Linked DNA regions of Macaca mulatta: region 2 is linked to region 1. Evidence: chromatin contacts called from public Hi-C data. All regions are on one chromosome and are shown on one strand. The core of a region is the stretch at or near the end of the contact, and the rest is flanking DNA. Distances in the headings are between cores, read along the strand shown.

The links. Hi-C and Micro-C count contacts between places; a contact is called where the count stands out from the background.
Region 2: a contact with region 1 is called in a Hi-C map of fetal cortex germinal zone, with 3 times the contacts expected there. The contact joins the promoter of CRY2 here to the promoter of PEX16 in region 1. A contact is called at or near these places in 3 of 14 Hi-C or Micro-C datasets (CD4 T cells, cortical neurons and fetal cortex germinal zone).

Annotation. Positions count from the first base shown.
Region 1 is chr14:19,698,287-19,701,439 of T2T-MMU8v2.0, forward strand. It overlaps PEX16 (peroxisomal biogenesis factor 16), which reads left to right and starts at 1,715. Exons shown (of 11, transcript XR_013403907.1): 1 at 1,715-2,137; 2 at 2,344-2,379. It overlaps LARGE2 (LARGE xylosyl- and glucuronyltransferase 2), which reads right to left and starts at 1,681. Exons shown (of 16, transcript XM_077963015.1): 1 at 1,432-1,681.
Region 2 is chr14:19,772,268-19,775,420 of T2T-MMU8v2.0, forward strand. CRY2 (cryptochrome circadian regulator 2) reads right to left here and starts at 1,457. Exons shown (of 12, transcript XM_077963023.1): 1 at 1,307-1,457.

The DNA of each region.
Region 1 (3,153 bases), core at 465-2,964:
CCTCAACATGTCACAGTTCTTGTGGGCTGTGGGCAGTAGGAGAGAGGTCACTGCCACTGGAGACCTGCGTTGTGGCCCGTTTGGCCAGTGCCTTGCTGTGCCATGTGGGACAAATTCTTTCCCCTCCTTATTGACCTCTAATTTCCCATCTGTGAACAGTTCATGGCAACTTGGGGTTGCTGGGAGGAGGGTAAGCAAGCCTGGCACCCAGAGGGTGGCCAGAAATGATGTCGACAATGCCCATGACCACCTCCTCCCTGGTCACCTTTCCCTGCGTCGTCGTTCTTTGATGTGAGTAGAGGGCAGCTCTAATCCCCCCCCGATAGAGAAGAAAACTAAGCTATGGAGTAGGGTGGGGTGAGGCAGTGGAAGGAAGGCTGTGGTTTCCTGGTGAGGTGTAATGCTTAGACCTGGTCTCTAAAAAGAAAATTAAAGTTAAAAAAAAAAAAAAGAATAAAAAGAAACCGCCTAGTCTCTGAGGTCAGAAAAGACCAGCACTCAGATTTTGGCTGGGCGTTCTTAAACGGATGCTTTCTTCATCTGGTGATATCTGGTGGAGAGGATTAGATAAAATAATGCATTACTGCCGGGCGCGGTGGCTCAAGCCTATAATCCCAGCACTTTGGGAGGCCGAGACGGGCGGATCACGAGGTCAGCAGATCGAGACCATCCTGGCTAACACGGTGAAATCCCGTCTCTACTAAAAATACAAAAAAAAACTAGCCGGGCGAGGTGGCGGGCCCCTGTAGTCCAGCTACACGGGAGGCTGAGGCAGGAGAATGGCGTAAACCCGGGAGGCGGAGCTTGCAGTGAGCTGAGATCCGGCCACTGCACTCCAGCCTGGGCGACAGAGCGAGACTCCGTCTCAAAAAAAAAAACAAAACAAACAAAAAAAAAGCATTACTATTACTATTCCCAGGGTACCATAAATCCGCTGGCCCACTGCTTCACCCTTGCCACGCCCCTTTTCCCGCAGCCAATCAGCGGCTGCCCCCCCAGAGCGCCCGTCCCCTCCACCACTCGCCGCAGCTCTCCCGATGCCACCCGTTCCAGGGAGGCTGCTTGGTTTGGGAAGGTATTCCGCAGGAGTCGCCCCCTCCCTTGGGGCGCAGCTGAGGACTGCGAGGTGCGTCCGAGGGCCGAAAAGCTGAGATCGATTCTGAGTTCAAGGATCAAGTCTGCCCTCAAACCATTTTACAGATCGGGAAATCCGAGACCCAGAGAAGGGACACTCCCGCCCAAGGGCCCCCTAGCCGAGAGAAGCCCGGGCCAGGGCTTTCTTCGCGTATGTGGGAATGCAGGCGCGCGCCCTTGGGGGGCACAGTGCATACGGGAGCTGGGGCCGAAACCCAGCACTAACTGTGCTGTCTAGGGGATCCAGACGGCACTAGGGGGCTGGACTCCTTACTGCCTCAGTTTCCCCAGCACTACCTTTGTTGAGGAAACGGAGATGGGGATACTGGCCGAACGCGCGCCTTCTGAGACACAGTCCGACTGCATTTAGACGCCCGCATCTCTCCGAATCTGATCGAGGCTCCTTTTTTCAAGAACCCGCTATCTCCCAGCCCTTTAAAGTCCGGCCCTGCCGTTCGAGTCTCTCGGCGTTCCATTGGAAAGACTCGGCGCTCCAGCTCCCTTCTCTAGAATGAACTGCTCTGACTGCCGCCCAGCTTTCCCGGAGTGTTAACTGCGCAGGCGCAAAGGCAGCCAACCCAGTAAACGGAAGAGCTGGGTGCCGATCACACTGGGCGGGTCAGGGGCGGTGAGCGTGTTAACCAATGACTTGAGGGAGTAGGGGGCCGGGTTTGGGCCCTCAGTTGCTAAGCGCTACCCGAGTGGGAAGTGGTTCAAGAGATGGGGTGAAGGGTGGTTCACCGGCTCTTCAAGTCACCAGCCTTCTGGCCCGCGGAAGTTAAGCAACCGAGAGGTGGGCCTAAGACCGGAAGCAGGAAGGAGGGCGCAGGAAGCAGGGCGCCGCAGCCTGGCGTACGGTCCTTCCGTGGATCTGTTGGTGCCGAGGGCAGGATGGAGAAGCTGCGGCTCCTGGGCCTCCGCTACCAGGAGTACGTGACTCGTCACCCGGCCGCCACGGCCCAGCTGGAGACGGCAGTGCGGGGCCTCAGTTACCTGCTGGCAGGTGCCACCTTGACCTTTGATCCGTTCCTTCTGGGCCCTGACCTATGACCCCAGTGGCCCCCTTCCCTGCGGAGTCAGGGTAGTGATCGCTGTGCTTGAGAAGACCCATCCAGGTTCCCAAAGGGCGTAGGGAGGGGACGTCCGGGACCTGAAGACTAAATGTAAGGCAGATGCTCACTCACACCTCCCTCTGTACCCTCTCCCCAGGTCGATTCGCCGATTCGCACGAGCTGTCAGAGCTGGGTGAGCCGGGCTCTGGGGGTGGGGGATGGGGGATCGGCTGCCTGGCCCCAGGTGAGTTCCCCAGAGCGGGTGAACACCCCAACCCGAGGTCCTGGACTGCCCGTTAGACTCCTTGTGCTATGACTGAATCGGAACAAGGTCTGTTGTTCACTGTCCTGGGCCTTCCATGTCCCTAAGTCAAGAGACAGCCTGGGGACCTTATCTGAGTATTCACTACTGGCCAGGAGCTGGGCTAAGTACCTTTCTTACCTTTACTTGTTAATCCTCCCTACAGTCATATTAAGTGGAACTGTTATTGTCCTCACTGTCCATTTAAGGAAGAAGTTCAGTGAGGTTAGAGAACACTTACTGATGGTCCCAGAACAAAGATTCGAGTCTAGATCTCCCAGATTCCAGGATTTGCAGATGGTAACTACCTCAAGAGTGTTTGTCCAGTGACTGCTGTCACAGTCCTGAAAGAATGAAGTGGGTTTTGAAAAGCAGAGGTGAGGCCAGGTGCAGTGGCTCACGCCTGTAATCCCAGCCACTTTGGGAGGCAGAGGCGGGTGGATCGCCTGAGGTCAGGAGTTTGAGACCAGCCTGGCCAACATGGTGAAACACCGTCTCTACTAAAAATACAAAAATTAGCTGGGCATGGTGGCAGGTGCCTGTAGTCCCAGCTACTTGAGAGGCTGAGGCAGGAGAATCGCTTGAACCCAGGAGGCAGAGGTTGCAGTGAGCCGAGATCGTGCCATTGCACTCCAGCCTGAGCAACAAGAGCAAAACTCTGACTCA
Region 2 (3,153 bases), core at 207-2,706, 74 kb after region 1:
CATGTCGACTCCATCTCCTGGGGGGTCATCAGAGGGGCCCTTGATATCATGGCTTTCCTGCTCCCTAACCTTAGCACAACAGTTCATAGAAGTCTCATCTCTAATGGCTCAACTGTCCTCTAAAATCATGACAAGAGGATGACGGGGTGACACTTTGGATCCTTTTAAATTTTTTTTTATCGAGGTCAAAGCTCCAGAGCAGGGCTTAAACCATTTTGGAGAATCCCCTGGATTCTCTGGAGCTTTGAACACAACGCGATTCCACCTGAAGACACCTTTGGCTTCTTTATTTATAACATAGGGGAGAAGACTTTATTTAATGCTAAGCCAGGGTCACCTGACACCCCTAGAGGCAGGACGGTCTGGGCGCAGGGAAGCCAGGATGGGTGGTAGGGCGGATTCAAACAAGCCAGAGGCTTAGGAATGATCTCCCCGAGCCCAGCAATGGGCTCTTTACTTGAAGAATGCGAGCAAAAACCCGTCCCGCCCTCACACCACAGTATCTCCCTTCTGCCCCTCCCTGAGTAGACCATAAGAGCCCTAGACCAGGAGCCCCTGTTCCGCCACTCACTGGCTGCAAGTCCTTGGACAGGTCGACTTTGGGTCTCCAGGACCCAAGGGTCTCATCTGTACAACGGGGATCATGATCTCCGTTCCACAGGCAGTTGTGAGGCTCAGAGGGGTAACAGTGCGAACGCGCTTTGTCAGAGGCTGAGCCCTGGCCCACCGGCGCGTTAGGACCATGACGAATTACTTCCCCGGTCTCGGCTTCTCCACGGCCTCCCAGCCGTGGAGAGGTTGAGAGAATCGTGCTGTTCGCCGGTCACCCCAGGGTCAGGGTCCTGGCTGCGTCCCCGCCACCCCGCCCCGGGTCCCCTCACCTCCATCGGTTGATCCCGACTGAGGAGGAGGCCGCGAACCACGGGTCGAGAATGTAAACGCAGCGCACGCAGCGCGCCCCGCGCACGGCCGCCAGCAGCGCCGGGTTGTCGTGGAGCCGCAGCCCTTTGCGGAACCAGTGCACTGAAGAGGCGCCGTCCGTGCCGGGCGCTGGCGCCGGGGCCACAGCTGCCGCCGTCGCCACAGTCGCCGCCATGACTGTCCAGACTGCTCCGGCCACCCCCGCTCCGCCCCGGTAGGCGACGCGGACCCCGCCCACAGACCGCCCAGTGACCTATGACGCCGCAGCTCCTCCCTTCGTCCCCGCCCCCAGGGCCTTAGAGCTCCTGTGCCATTGGCTGAGTGCCTCCCGCCCGGCGATTGGCCCAGAGACGCCAGAACAGGCCCCGCCCCCTCACGTTCCTACCATGTGTGGGTCCGCCTGGGTGGAGCTGGCAGGCGGACAAGTGACGCAGGCTGGCACAGTCCGCGGAGGGCCGGGAGTGGGCCGAGTCTCGAGGTACAGCGGATCTCTTACACATGTCCTGTTCAGGGCCTGCTTCTAGAAGAAGCTGCCTGGGCTGGTAGGGGTTGCTGTGACTACAGTCAGAGACTTGCAAAACTGACAACTGACCTTCCTATTATCACCAACATCGTCACCAGCATCATCTACATCATTCTACTACAACTGCCATTTATTAAGTGCACTTTATATGGCAAGAGACATGATCATCTCCTTACATAGTCGGTCTCATTTACTATTCTGAACTCAGCCCAGTTACATTCATTTAACGAACACCAGTGGAAGAGCTGCTGTTATTTTTGTTTTACAGATGAAGAAAATGGAGGGTGCCGCAGGTTGAGCGACTTGCTCAGTATCATAAAGCTACTAAGAGGGATTTCACCCAGATTATTCTGATTTTGAAACTTCTGCTTTTATCCACGAAGCTATACTTCTCTTTGTGCGAAGATCCTTGGTAATTCCAAGTGGCAGAGTCCAAGGATGGAGAAGGAGTGCCCTGATACGCAGCATTAGAGGATTTGGGAGTAGGGACTGGGAATGTGGAGGACTTGAGCTCGTAATTATGCCATCAGATGAATTTATTTTCTTTTAGTCTGTTTAGTAGATCCAGTGGTACTATTGTGTGCAAAGCACTGTACTGGATTCCGGGTGGGGTTCAGAGATGTGGGGGACACTGTCCCCATTCTTCTGGGACGCCAGGTGGAACCCTCTTATTCCTCTGGCGTCTAGCATAGAGCTTGCTGATTGACTGACTAAATGGCAAGAGAAGCTATAAACACCAGCAACAAGGTGTTGGGGAAGGCTAAGATGGCTTAGTCAAGCTGCAGCTTTGGGGTTATCAGGTGGAGAACAGTCTGTTTCAACTTGGCCCTAGGTTGAGCCCATGCTTGGAACCCTTCCTGGACCTGGGACAGTGTGATGAAAGCATTTAGCAATTTAGTCTGCAATTTAGTGGCATTAATTGGCACCACTCTCTAAACCAGTGTCACTGCAATCCTAGGCATTCTCTGCCATTTCCAGGGCTTTTCACAAGCTGTTCCCGCAGTCTAGATCACACTCCCTCTTCCTTCTTTGTTTCTAACTCCAGTTTGCTCTGTATCATTGTTCAGTGTAGATGTCACCTTCTTGCTGTCTGATCCCAACCTGAATAGTGCCCCGTCTCATTCTGTGCTTCTTTGTGGTCACTTGTCTTGGCACACAATACTGGAATTTCTTGCTTAAATGTCTTAATGCCCCATTAAAGTATAAACTCCTGGAGAGCAGGGGCTGTGGCTTATTTACAGTTGTATGTCCAAAGTCTAGCTCAGTGCTTGGCACCTAACGCTCAAGGATTATTTGAGTAAAAATTGCACTAGAGTCTCATATTGGCAGGCTCTTAGAGGCTTATCCTAGTCCCCTTACCTGGCCCTGTCCTTATTTTTGAATTTCCTTTCCAAATGCTTGCTGAATAAATCGATGCCACCTTTCATTACTTTTATTTTAAGGTTTTGTGTTCCCCCTCTCCTATCCCCTCTTCTCTCCACAAGGTTGGTGCTTTGCTAGGAATGGAACAGAGTGTAAGGAGGTGTTTCTCCCTTAAACAACCTCAGAGATGAGTCCTCTTCCCTTTTACTCCTCTAAATTCCCGTAATGCTGTATCTGTATTCTGTGAGCCCGGGACTGTGCTTGTCTTACTTATCAGTGTCTTCCCAGCTGGTACTCTGGTACCTAACATATAGTAGGTGCTTGAAAAACATTTGCCAAATGATCAA